3 separate regions of the Mus musculus genome follow, and all the other regions are linked to region 2. The links are chromatin contacts, called in public Hi-C and HiChIP or PLAC-seq maps. All regions are on one chromosome and are shown on one strand. Each heading gives the region's core, a stretch centred on a gene start, on an enhancer-like site or on the middle of the called end of the contact. The rest is flanking DNA. Distances are from core to core; before and after follow the strand shown.

Region 1 (3,702 bases), core at 993-3,492, 310 kb before region 2:
CCATTGTGGGGAGGCAAACGTTTCCCCTTGGTTATGGGGATCAGTCAGCCCTCCTAACACTGTTACTCCTTTCTTAGGCTGTTGCCTTCTGGGTACCAGAAACTCACAATGGCCAAGCAGAAGGCTGAGCTTCCACTTCAGTGGAATGTTTGTCATGGCTCCTGGGGGTGGGGGTGGGAGAGTTCTTCCCTCTCTAGAACCAAAACTTCTAGGCCAGTGAGTGGTTGCATGTGTTGTCACCCCTGTGCTGTTGGGGATAGGGAGGGTAACAGGAAGATTTCTGGAGCCTGCTCGCTGCCAGCCTGGCAGACCCTGTCTCAAGGGAACAAGTGGAGAGTCACAGAAGACACTAACACCCTCTTCTGACCTCTTACCTTCATGGCCAGCACCACCAAGGCCCCTTCTGTGGGCTGCCCCATTACGGCGTTCTTCCTGATGACAGCGTTGTTGGCCACGCAGCCTGCCTGAAGGTGGGGAGGGTAGCAATATCTGCAGTCAGTATTGGGAAGCAGCACCCACCCTGGGCTCACTCGCACCATGAAAAGGCTGGGCCCTGCAGGCATGGCCTTACCGCTGGGCCAGGCTATGAGAGTGTCCTTTAAATCAGCCAGTGACCCAGACACACACAGGTGTGTGCTCCCCTCCCCTCCCCCACACTCAGGACTGGAACTCAGCGCCTCTCACATGCTGGGCAAGGCTTCTCCCACCGAACCGTACCCCAGACTTAGTTTTAGTTTTTTGATTTTACATTTTGAGGTAGGGCTGGCTAAGTTGCCCAGGCTGGCCTTGAACTTGCAGTTCTCTCGCAATGCCAGAGAAAACTCTGCATTGCAATGATTGCGGCGATTGCAGTGCATCTCTCGGGATGCCAGGCCTGTACCACCAGGATAGGAAATGGCTTAGGAGGAGTGCTGCTCCCTGAAGCTGTCATAGCGGAGCACCTGGCACAGGTGGCCTGGGGTCTGAGGTGGGGTGGTGGGGTGGCAGTGACCGCTAGTAGGGTCTCTACTTGGAGTGACACCATGCTCTGGCGCTGGAGAGTGGCGGTGACTACACACAGGAGGTTGAGCAGACATCACTAAGCCACAGGCTTTTATGGAAGTGTTCTGCAGCAACAAGCTTAGGGAGGGCGAGATCTAGATAAGAAACTGACTAAGCATGAACAATGGCCACTTCTCTGCTGCACTGGGGCTGAGCTCAGCCCTCCAGGGGTGACTCTGACTTTGTTCCTGAATCTGTAAGGCTGGAGCTGAGGGGGCTGAGGGGAAGGGAGAGAAGGCAGCAGGACCCATGTGAGAGGGAGGACTGCTGGGGAGGAGGGAGACTCTGACTTCCTGGAGGCTGCCTGTCACACAGAGAGGGCAGATGACTTAAGTGGAGGAGGACCGAGATCTCCACTCAGGAGCCCAGCCAGGTTCCAGCCTTCCTTTCCCCTTTGCCTTCCTATCCACTTAGGAGTGATGTCCGTCAGAAGGGACCCCCTGAGGTCAGCCAGTCATCCCGCTTCATTTCAGGCAAGCCACACACTGTTCCACTACAGCCACCACCCAATTCTCACCTCCACCAGCTTCCCCACTGACACGTTGTCAAATCCTTTGATTACTTCCTTAGATGGCAGAAGGCACACAGTCCCTTCTCCGCTGTATCCGACACCACTGACCTGGAAGGACATGGCAGGAGGGTGTCATCAAGAGCCTACCTCCCTACCCCCGAAACCCTGGATGGCATAAGTTCCCTCTCCTAGGGTCTACCCCAAAGTCATAAGCCTACACATGAGGGTAACCCTGCAGACTGTCGGCTGCCCAGACTCCTTCCCTTATGGTGGAGGTTGCGTGTACTACGGCAATCGGCTACAAGTGCTCCTGGTGGAGGCTGTGGCTACACAAGGGTCACACAAGCTGAGGTGCATATAGAGAGGGCTTAGAAGAAACTGTACCCTAAGCCAAGAGGAAACACTGAGCCTTCTGCAGCTCATAAACCTCTATCAGTGAAGACGGTGCAAGATGGGGCTGAAAAGCAGCCAGCCATGTAACGTTTACAGATCGGCGTGGGCAGCGTGCCAAGACAGTGTTATTGAGAGGTGGCCCGAGGGGTGGCCAGTGGCTAAGAGTGGTCTTATAAGGGACCCACATTCAGTTCCCAGCACCACCACTAGATGGCTTCAAACTGCTTGTAACACCAGCTTGGGGGTGGGATGGGGGACTCCATTGCCTTCTTGTGGCCTCTAAGGTCACTGCATTTATGTGTATACACTGGCACACAGGCGTATAGACACGCACACATATAATCTTTAAAACGTGGGGGGTGGCGTATGGGCGGGGGGAGAAGAATATTTTATTGACAAGAGCAGGCCATGGCCTGAGAGCCCCCACTTGGTGACCCTTTGCTCTGGAAAGCTCCACAGAAAAATATCCATACCCCAAACTGCTGGTTAAGGGAGCGTACAGCTGTGCCCTGGGAGAGACAGAGAACAGTGACTCAGGGTCAGTTTGTCATGGGTGGTGACAGGTCCTTCTGTAGCCTTTAAATTTTGTAAAGAGCTGGGTGTGGTGCCTCATGCCTGGAACTCCATCATATGGTAAGCTGAGACAAGAGATTTACTACGCAGTAAATCCTGGGCTACACAGTGACTTCAGCACACCCCAGCCCAGGCTACAGAGTGAAACTTTGTTTCAAAAAAAGCTCCAAGGCAGACAGGCCTAGAGGATCAAGCCTGTCGTCCTAGCTACTAGAGAGGCCGAGACAGGTGATCTCAAGTTCAAAGTCAGCTTGGCTACAAAGTAAGACCTTGTCTCCAAATAAAATTGAACCAGGAGCCAGGGAGTACAGCTCAGTAGCAGAGTGTTTTCCCAGCATGCCCGGTGATTCTCAGTACTGCAAAATCGGGCTGGGATGTTAATGAGGGGCTGGGAGTGTGGTTCAATAGTACTGTGCCTGTCTAGCATGGAGGGAGACCCTGGGTTCCATCCTGCAAAAATATAAAAAGTAAAATTTGACAATTAAAAAAAAATCAGAGAGGAGCAGAGCGGTGGTGGTCTGTGCCTTTAATCCCAGCACTCAGGAGACTGAGGCAGGTGGGTCTCAGAGTTGAAAATAAATGAATAAATAAATAAATAAATCAAATCAAAGAGGCCATCTTAAATTGGTCACAATACTTTCTTAGACCAACCCCCAAGGTGTTTATTTCTTCCTTGTTGTTCCAGAGGACTCTTGTCATTTCCCTGGGCAGGAGAGGGCTGGCAGGGCACACCTTGGTCTCCTGCCTTGCGAGAGAACATGAGACTTACCTCGGCATGGAACCCATCAGATGTGACAAGCTGAGTGGCTGTCATTTCGTTGGCTGTCAGAGTGCCTGTCTTGTCAGAGCAGATGACATTACAGCAACCTGGCACCAAAGAGACAGGTTTAGAGAGATGAGCTGTCACCAGGTCTGGGTGACATACATGCTTTAAGCCCCGGGTTCATACAGTCCAACCCCACACCGCCTCCCTGACTCAGTCTGCATGGGAGGGAGAGCCCTCACCAAGAGTCTCTACAATGGGCAGCTTCTTCACGATGACCCGCTTCTTCGCCATCCGCAGCACCCCCAGGACCAGTGTCACCATGACAACGATGGGCAGCCCCTCTGGAATGGCTGCCACCGCCAGGCTGGGTAGAAAAGTCGAACCAGACTTAACACACCAAAGGGTGATATGAATATCA
Region 2 (3,898 bases), core at 201-2,700:
AAGTTGTTGATTTAAGGGGCCAGGGAGATGGCTCCGTGGGTAAAGTGCTTGCCTAACCGTGAGGAACTGAGTTCAGATTCTCCACACTCCTGTCAAAAGCAGATGTCTGTAATCCTAGGTCTGGAGAGACAAACACAGGAGGGCCCCTGGAGATCACCCGCCAGAGAGCTGAATGACAGGCTCCAGGTTCAGTCCAGGAGAGGGAAGCCTGGAGGGAAGTGGCCCTGCAGGTAACTTGTTGTACAAGGGCAGTGACTTATGGGCAGGCAGCACTCACATAAAGATGGAAGGAGAAAGCTGACCCCTGACCCCTGACTCCTGGCGGGGGGGGGGGGGAGGGGTGGCTGTCTGATTTCTACACGTGTTCTTGTGCTCTCTCTAGCAATAATAATAATAATGATAGTGATAATAGAATGAAAAAGAAGGTGTGGACAGTGACTGAGGAAGACGCTAGCCATCGACCTCTGACCCCACAGGTATGAGCACATAAAAAATGAGTTTCTCAGAAGTGGCGATAGTTGCCCTGGTGTAACACTGCAGACATTTCTAAGGTTATGAAATCGTCATGCCAGGGAGGGCTGGGAACCATATACCATTTGTCTCTAAAAATGCCACCACCACCCCCAAGAGCTGGGGGTTTCTTATCCCCACTTCATGAATGAAACTGAGGTTGGGGAAAATGGAAGGGGAGGGGACATCTCGTCTAGGTCCTAGACAGCCTCGTTTGGGATCCTTTCCCCTCCATTCCCAAATAAAGCAACAGGTAGCAGTGACAGCTGCTAGTGACACAAAGCCCTGGGGCAGGAGGAAGTGTGCAGTCAGCCAAGTGTTACCTGGCCTTAGTCACAGTGAACCCTCGTTCCAAGTGCCTGCTCCACCTGGGCCCAAGGGTGCCTGATGGCCCAACCTCCACGGTCCACCACTTTCTCCACCGCACCTTCCGTAAACCGAGTACCCAGGAACCCTCGGCTGTGCTTGTCTGAGCCTGGTACCTAGGACCCACTGGAGCACCTCGCCAGGCTGGAGACACAGTGGCCATTGGTGCCTCGAAGGAGCAAGGCTACCCATGCTCCTTCCTGCCGGAACAGCTATTTCACGAGTTAGGATTAGGCTGCTAAGCCAGGGGCCGCTGGGGGAGAGTGTCCCAGACACTTAACCATGGCCATCGCTGGAGGTGCAGGGAGGACTCCCAGAGTCCTCCTCAGGACCAGTCAGTGTACACCCCGGCTTTCCTGACCCCCGTCTGCCCACCCTTGCCCCATAGCTATTGTTTCCCACCCACAGCCTTGCCCGGACCACTCACCTGATGGATGGTAGATAGCTGGAGGGAGCTGGTGAGCCTGGGTTGTCTGGACACTCAGAGGAACTTGGTCACACGGTGAGAGACTTTGTCACGGTGCCCTGCTGCAAGAACAGGATGCCCATTAGCCCTGGGGATCCCAGAGGCTGTGCGAGGCCCAAGGCTAGCAGGGGTATTTCACAGCGGGGCAGGGAGGAGGCGGAGGCAGGGGCGGGACCAGGAAAATCACTTTCATAAGCGTGAGTCAGCAGGGGCCCCTGGGTGAATGAACTTGGCCCTGGCCAGTCTTAAAGGGCCCCTGCTGGCCAGTTCCTCCCTTCCCGGGTTCAGTTTGAAGGAGGAACTAGGGAATCTTGAAAGAGACCACTAGGTCTCTTCCTTACCAGTGAGTGGTAGGCTTCTGAGAAATAGCTGGCCAGCTGGCTTCTGAACTCCAGAAAGCTCTGATCTTCCACTCACTTCCCACCCCAGCGTGTGGGGAGAGGGGACACGGGTGTGTGCAGAAAAAACCCTCAGTCACTGGTCAACCCCGACAACTCCCACTCAGCGACTTCCTGGTTGGAGACTCTGAACAAACCTCAGTTTCCCCATCTGAAAAGTGGGGTTGAGTTGGACTCCCTCATGTGTGCGTGCATGCGCATGTGAGTGTGTGTCCGTCCTCCCTGGTCCTTATAGACTTCTCTTCCTGTAGGGGGTCACGCCAGTCTGCTGGCCGGTTCTTGTGGTCCGTGAACGGAAGCTGGGTCCTAGGGAGACATCCCTTACTGCACACTGGGTCTGGAATAGCGCTTTTCCATATGGAGCCTTGGCTCAAGAGAAGGAAGTTGGGCAGTGGTTTAGGTCGGTGCACTCACCTTGGTGGCCATTGTTCCTGTCCTGATCAGCTGTCACTCTACCACCAGGACCAGAACTGGGGAGGGGCGGTGGGGGGGGAGTGTCAGGCTCTCACTCTAAGTACCCAAGAGACTACTCAGCGATTAAGAGCACTGGCTGCTCTTCCAGAGATTCTGAGTTCAATTCTCAGCAACCACATGGTGGCTCACAACCATCTGTAATGGGATTTGATGCCCTCTTCTGGTATGTCTGAAGACAGAACACTCATATATATTACATAAACAATTCTTTAAAAAAAAAAAAGGAACTCATTAAACAAAGTGACACTTTGGTACAATTTTCTAAAGAAAAAAAATTAAGTAAAGAATACAAATTCCAGAAAAAGAAAACTTCAGAGTTGTAAAGAAAGACGGGGTCCTTGGGCCCACCTCGTGGAACATCCTTCGGCTGCAAGAGTCTTGGCTGCTAGCACAGCATTTTGATTTAAAAAATGATATTTTGTTTTTCTTGGATTAAAAGAATGATTATTCAAAATACCGCATATAGGTTTTGGGGAATAGATCAGTAGAACCTGTGCCTAGCATTGCATGAGACCCTAGGTTGAAGGCCAAGTACCATTGTGCACTGATATGTTCAAACCCTGGGCTCGGGGCTGGGAGATGGCTCAGTGGAGAACACTTGCCCAACATGCTCAAAGCCCTGGCTTCAGTCCCCAGGACTGCTAAACACACGGAACCCCTGAGCCCTAGTCTGTGCCAGCAGTCTCAATGGGAGAGTCTGTTCCCCGGGGAGTACCTAGTGCACCATAAACTGGCGGAGGGGCACATCCTGCAGGGGTGGGTGAAGAGGGACGCCATCCTGGGGTGAGTAGTTAGGAGGCAGAGTGGGCAAGGCTGGCTGCTGACCTGGGTTTAAGGGAAAGGTCAGGCACGGCTCAAGGATCTGGTCCTAGAAGCTACTGCTCCCCTGGGGGATCCTGGGCTGCAATTTTTGCTTAGGGCTTTGTGGTCAGAATCTTGGTTTAATGCTCTGGTGTCTCCTTAACATTCTTGGTCATTTCTTTTAAAACAAGGACCATGCATTCTGCATGTCCCTTTTCCACTAGGCTGGGCAGCTTTCCCTAGCCTGAATGGGAGCTGCCTTGGGTTTAGCTCTTCTGCTGAGACACTCCCTTTAGTGCTGAGGTACCCTTAGAGGCTTCGTTTAAGCCCGGGCTCGGTAACAGAAACTTCAGAGATCCCTGCTACAGGCTGCTGCTCTCTGCGGGTGTGTTTTTGAGACCTGGGGTGAGACCCTCTGTGGACATCTATGGTCTTAAAGTGTCCTTCCCACACATCAGGCCTGGAGTGGGGCTCTGAACTCAGGAGGGGAGATCCTGAGCGCTGGAGCGTGGTTGCAGGGCATAGGCGGGTCTGGCTGCACCCTGTCCCCATTGTCACCCATGTATGCTTTCACATCCCACAGTGCTTGGTGGCAACCTACCCATGCTTTTGGATATGTAAACTGAGCCAGAGAGAGCATGAACCCAGGGCCAGCGACTTCTGCTTTGGAGGCTCAGCTGTTCAGGGGGAAACTGGAGGAGGCCAGGGACCAGGCCTGGAAAGCCAGGAAGGAGGGACTGGCCTTTCTCCCGGCTGGTCCCGGCCATGGCCCTGTAGGTGAAGCTGGCTGGCAGGCATTGGTGGACTTTCTCCTCCTTCCGTGTTTACCTGTCCAGCGTTATCAACAGCAGAACCATCAAGATGAAGATAGATAGAGATGCCA
Region 3 (3,861 bases), core at 1,087-3,586, 510 kb before region 2:
ACCACAGAGCACCCCAGACCTTTTCAGACAGGCTCGACTTGATGACTGTCAGGAGTCTGTATATGTATGTGGGTTCAAAGGCAGCCCCTGGGCGGATATCTCTCACGATTTTATCCCCGAGAGCTGCAAGAAAAAAACAGAAGATTCTGGTAAGTAAAGAGACCACAGAGAGGTGAAAGCAAATCCACCCAAACTCCCATCACACGGGGAAAACACCTTGGTTTAAATAGACACTTTTTTCAGTAAGACCACACATTCACCACACGCCACCCCCTCGCTCCGTGTCCCCAGTGACAAGGCGCCTATCCCGGCGCGAGCTCTGACTCACCTTGGCGGGGTTTGGGAGGCACTGGCATGTTAGTGAACTCATTCATGAGCCGAACACTAGATGGAGAAAGAGCAAAGCAGAACTCACGTTAGGAGCAGGCCTGGGCACGGTGGCACATTAACCAGCAGCTAGAACAGCACCCAGGAGCTCTTATGTTAAAATCTACACATGTTATGGGACCATTTCCAGATGGCATTTTAAGCTGGTAAACAGTACGGGGTTTCCTACGGAATCTGAAGGGCAGCAAACTCTCCAGTTATATTCCACATCAACTTCCATAGAAAATCCCAACAACATCTCCCTTTAAAGGAGAATTCCAGAGGCTGGAGTTCAGAGACTTGTTGCTCTTACAAGGGACCAGGGTTCAGTTCTCAATACCCACTGCCAGCTCACAAGTAGCTGTAATTCCAGGTTCAGGGGGTCCAAAGTCTTCTGACCGCCACTGCCCACACGTGGCATGTGCCCTTACATGTATGCAGGCAAAGCACGCATTCACATGAACTTAAGAGCAGGGCGGGGGAGATGGTGGAGCACTCGTCTGTAGCAAATCAAGAACTGAGAGCTGGCGTCAGCCCCGGGAGCACCTGCTCGGCCAAACCGCTCGTTCCCATCACCGCAGGGAGAGCCCCCGACCACTGGCACGTGTGCGAGCGCTTTACTTACAAGCTATCTATCATGGGCGTTGATGTGCAAGGCCGCTGCACTTTTGAGTACAGAGGAATGAACTTCATCAGGTGATACATCGGAGGGCAAGCCACCAATGCCTGCAGGGTCTAAATGTCGGTAAGGAAGTGTAAAGGAAATGAAACAGACACAGAGGAACTTTTCTAAAAGGCACGTAAAAAAAAAAAAAAGATAAGCCAAGGACACTCAGCTACGTGGATATGTAAACACAAAGAGGAGTAAACCACATGAGAAGACAGCTGCCTTGTAAAGGCCATGTAAGGATCCTCTCTCTGTCGGCCGGCTGCAGGACACTCAAGAGCCTAGCTAGCTGAACAAAACACTCCCACTAGTTAGAGCAAAGCCTCTAGTTCTACGCGGCCATTCTGTCCTACTGTCTACCACCACTCCAATGAGAATAGAACATGCCCGACTCTACCCTTCATAAGCCAACAGATCAATCCTCGGACAGAGGGCGGAGAGGCTCCAGAGTACCACCGACCATGAGGCAGGCAGAGTGATGGCCCAGTCTCCGTGCTCAGAGCGCAGGCCGGCAGCCCTGGGGACGCTGCGGCAATCAAACACACCCAGACGGGAGAGTGGGCATGGTGGCCAGGCGCAGGGTTGGCAGCCAGGAAGGATACGGCATTAATGTAGCACCAGTTTCCTTTATTGATCAGCCCACGGGGTTGCAATGACACTGGCTTATGTATTAGGGTTACAGTCTCCAATAACTCTGCAAGAGTGAAGAAGCAAATGAAGACATTAACATTGCAGTCAGAATCCATGCACGGCGTTTCTGAAGTGCTGAGAGTCCTTCAGAAGAGCGTGTCCTCCGAAAGCCTTCACTTAGCACCGCTTTGTTACTAAGTTGGGGTGCAGGGGTGGGGGGCAGTTGTCTTGAACATCAACATTTACAGTTATCCTCTCAGTTTACACTAGGACGCTCCATGGCCAGAGACACCGACACAATAGCTAGCAGCAGAGAGCGGAGGTGGAAGACACTGGCATCCCCACCAAGGCTGACAGCATGCTTCACCAGCTGCTAAGTCCTCTGGATACCAGCTTCAAAGGGACTGTGGGGCAGGAGTGTGCCACCGGGCTCCCAGAAAACCCGGCAGACCACAGTGGGCGCTCAATGGCCGAGTATTAAGTGACAGCAGCAGCTCCTGCCAATCATGGAAGTGAGATCAGCCATTGGTCCACTAACTCCTCACTCCATTCAGAAGTGGGTGGGGCTTCTCTCCTGACACCCCGGAAACCACTTTTTTACAGCTTTAAGAAAGCTGTAAGCTGAGGAAGCACAGTGGGTGGCTTGATGTGGCTCCCATAGATCACTTTATCTGAGAAACTAAACCATTACAGGCTCCAGAGAAGCACCAGACACAGCCACTGAGAGCAGCCCCTTAGTGAAAGGTGTGCAGATCTAAGACAGGAAGACGCATGCTGACAGCTCCCACCAGTCCTGGAGCTGTCCAGTAACACTCAACTGCATAGTCATAACTCTGCCAAAAAGGGACTCTGACACCTCCTCTTACAGATGAGAAAACTGAAGTCACAGCACTGAGCCAGATACAACTGTGGGTCTACCTGGTGGGCTCAGCCGTTCCTAGCACTTGCTGCCAGGCCTGATGATCTGAGTTCACAGCCCCTTGTGGTAGAAACACAACCAACTTCCACAGCCTGACCTCACAAGCACACACACTTGTACATACACACAAACATGCTTGCAAGCACAGAAGGAACAAATAAGTCTAAGGAAGAAATGTTTTTAAATATTATGTAAGGCGGGACGCCCTCTTTCCCCCTCCCACTGCCTTCTGCCACCTGTTCTTGGGCTAAACAAGGATCCATAGTACAGCAATGATCACAGTAACCTCCAAACCTGTGTGTTCAAACAAAAACACACCCCAAAGCAACACCACAGGCTCTACAGCAGCCATCAACGGTGTGGCAAGCTTTTACAGAATTAGAAGCTAGGTCTTCCTACCATGGCTGACCTCTGTAAGAACAGCTAATGCATCCCGCGTGCACCCAAGCCTGCAACTAGCCCCGCTCCAGGCCAGCTCAGACAGGTAATGAAGGGCTCACTGTCCCGGACAGCACCACAGACTGTAAAAGAGTCTGGGGAGTATGCTTCACCTACAGATATACCAAGAGAACAGCTAGATGACTGGAGGCGCAGACATCAGAAAATAGGCAGTGGGGGAAAGGTGTCTGTCTATCCGGAGTAACATAAAGGACAGCAGGAAGTATGAACACTGAATGGCGACTTACACATAGGTATCAGCGTGCTGCAGTCCCAATACTCCCACGGTCACGCACAACCTTCAGGTTCAGGGTGCAGACTAATGGTATCAATATGAAGAAGCAAGCCAGAGATCTGGGTAAGAAGGTGGAAGCCAGTGTACACTGCTCAGTGGGATGCCTGGCCCAGGAGTTAGAGCCACATGGGCGGAGAAAATTCTGTTTTCCTAGTGAAGGCAAAGCCTTCTTGCGTCAGTTGAAGGTCGGAAGGGGTGGGGTACCATGATATTCACACCTGCTTTGGCACGGGCACTGACTGGGCCACATTTTTAAAAAATGAGAGACCTATGTGATGACGCTTGCCTGTAATCCCGGCACTTCGGAGGCAACGGTGGGCATCAGGAGTTCATGATCACTACACAGCAAGTTAGTTCCAGGGCTACAGAGAGACTGCAGGCTAAGGCGAGAATCTCCCCAAATTTGTGGGTACCTGACCTGGGTACAGTATGCAGTGAAGTGGCAGAAACAAAAGACACTGCTTTAAAGACAAGATAGGTGAAAGTAAGACCTTGCTCCCTAAAAGCTGACTCTGACACCACGAGATGCCTTTGGCAAGCATGCAC

What was found. A called contact is a pair of places that touch in the nucleus more often than the background predicts. HiChIP or PLAC-seq counts read pairs in DNA pulled down with a chosen protein or histone mark.
Region 1: a FOXA1 HiChIP or PLAC-seq map of pancreatic cancer cells shows a contact between it and region 2. The contact joins the enhancer-like site here to the promoter of Osgin1 in region 2. A contact is called at or near these places in 6 of 39 promoter capture datasets (cranial neural crest, embryonic stem cells, hippocampal neurons and 2 more) and 2 of 115 datasets of contacts at active chromatin or transcription factors (memory CD8 T cells and pancreatic cancer cells).
Region 3: a Hi-C map of regulatory T cells shows a contact between it and region 2, with 4 times the contacts expected there. The contact joins the enhancer-like site here to the promoter of Osgin1 in region 2. A contact is called at or near these places in 5 of 39 promoter capture datasets (frontonasal cranial neural crest, hippocampal neurons, liver and 2 more), 1 of 484 Hi-C or Micro-C datasets (regulatory T cells), 1 of 115 datasets of contacts at active chromatin or transcription factors (thymic regulatory T cells) and 1 of 9 other capture datasets (embryonic stem cells).

Annotation. Positions count from the first base shown.
Region 1 is chr8:119,742,276-119,745,977 of GRCm38.p6, reverse strand. Atp2c2 (ATPase, Ca++ transporting, type 2C, member 2) reads right to left here. Exons shown (of 27, transcript NM_026922.1): 12 at 3,524-3,648; 13 at 3,288-3,385; 14 at 1,559-1,660; 15 at 375-464. Among named protein-coding and RNA genes, the nearest start is that of Meak7, 34 kb to the left of the region's middle. Within about 2 kb of position 2,242, at least 30 of the 459 cell types and tissues checked have an H3K27ac peak or open chromatin away from gene starts, as enhancers often do. A contact at or near this core is called in pancreatic cancer cells, where this site is marked.
Region 2 is chr8:119,434,699-119,438,596 of GRCm38.p6, reverse strand. Osgin1 (oxidative stress induced growth inhibitor 1) reads right to left here and starts at 1,450. Exons shown (of 6, transcript NM_027950.2): 1 at 1,304-1,450.
Region 3 is chr8:119,944,941-119,948,801 of GRCm38.p6, reverse strand. It overlaps Usp10 (ubiquitin specific peptidase 10), which reads right to left. Exons shown (of 14, transcript NM_009462.2): 5 at 1,636-1,727; 6 at 992-1,101; 7 at 329-384; 8 at 20-123. Among named protein-coding and RNA genes, the nearest start is that of Usp10, 37 kb to the right of the region's middle. Within about 2 kb of position 2,336, at least 38 of the 459 cell types and tissues checked have an H3K27ac peak or open chromatin away from gene starts, as enhancers often do. A contact at or near this core is called in regulatory T cells and thymic regulatory T cells, where this site is marked.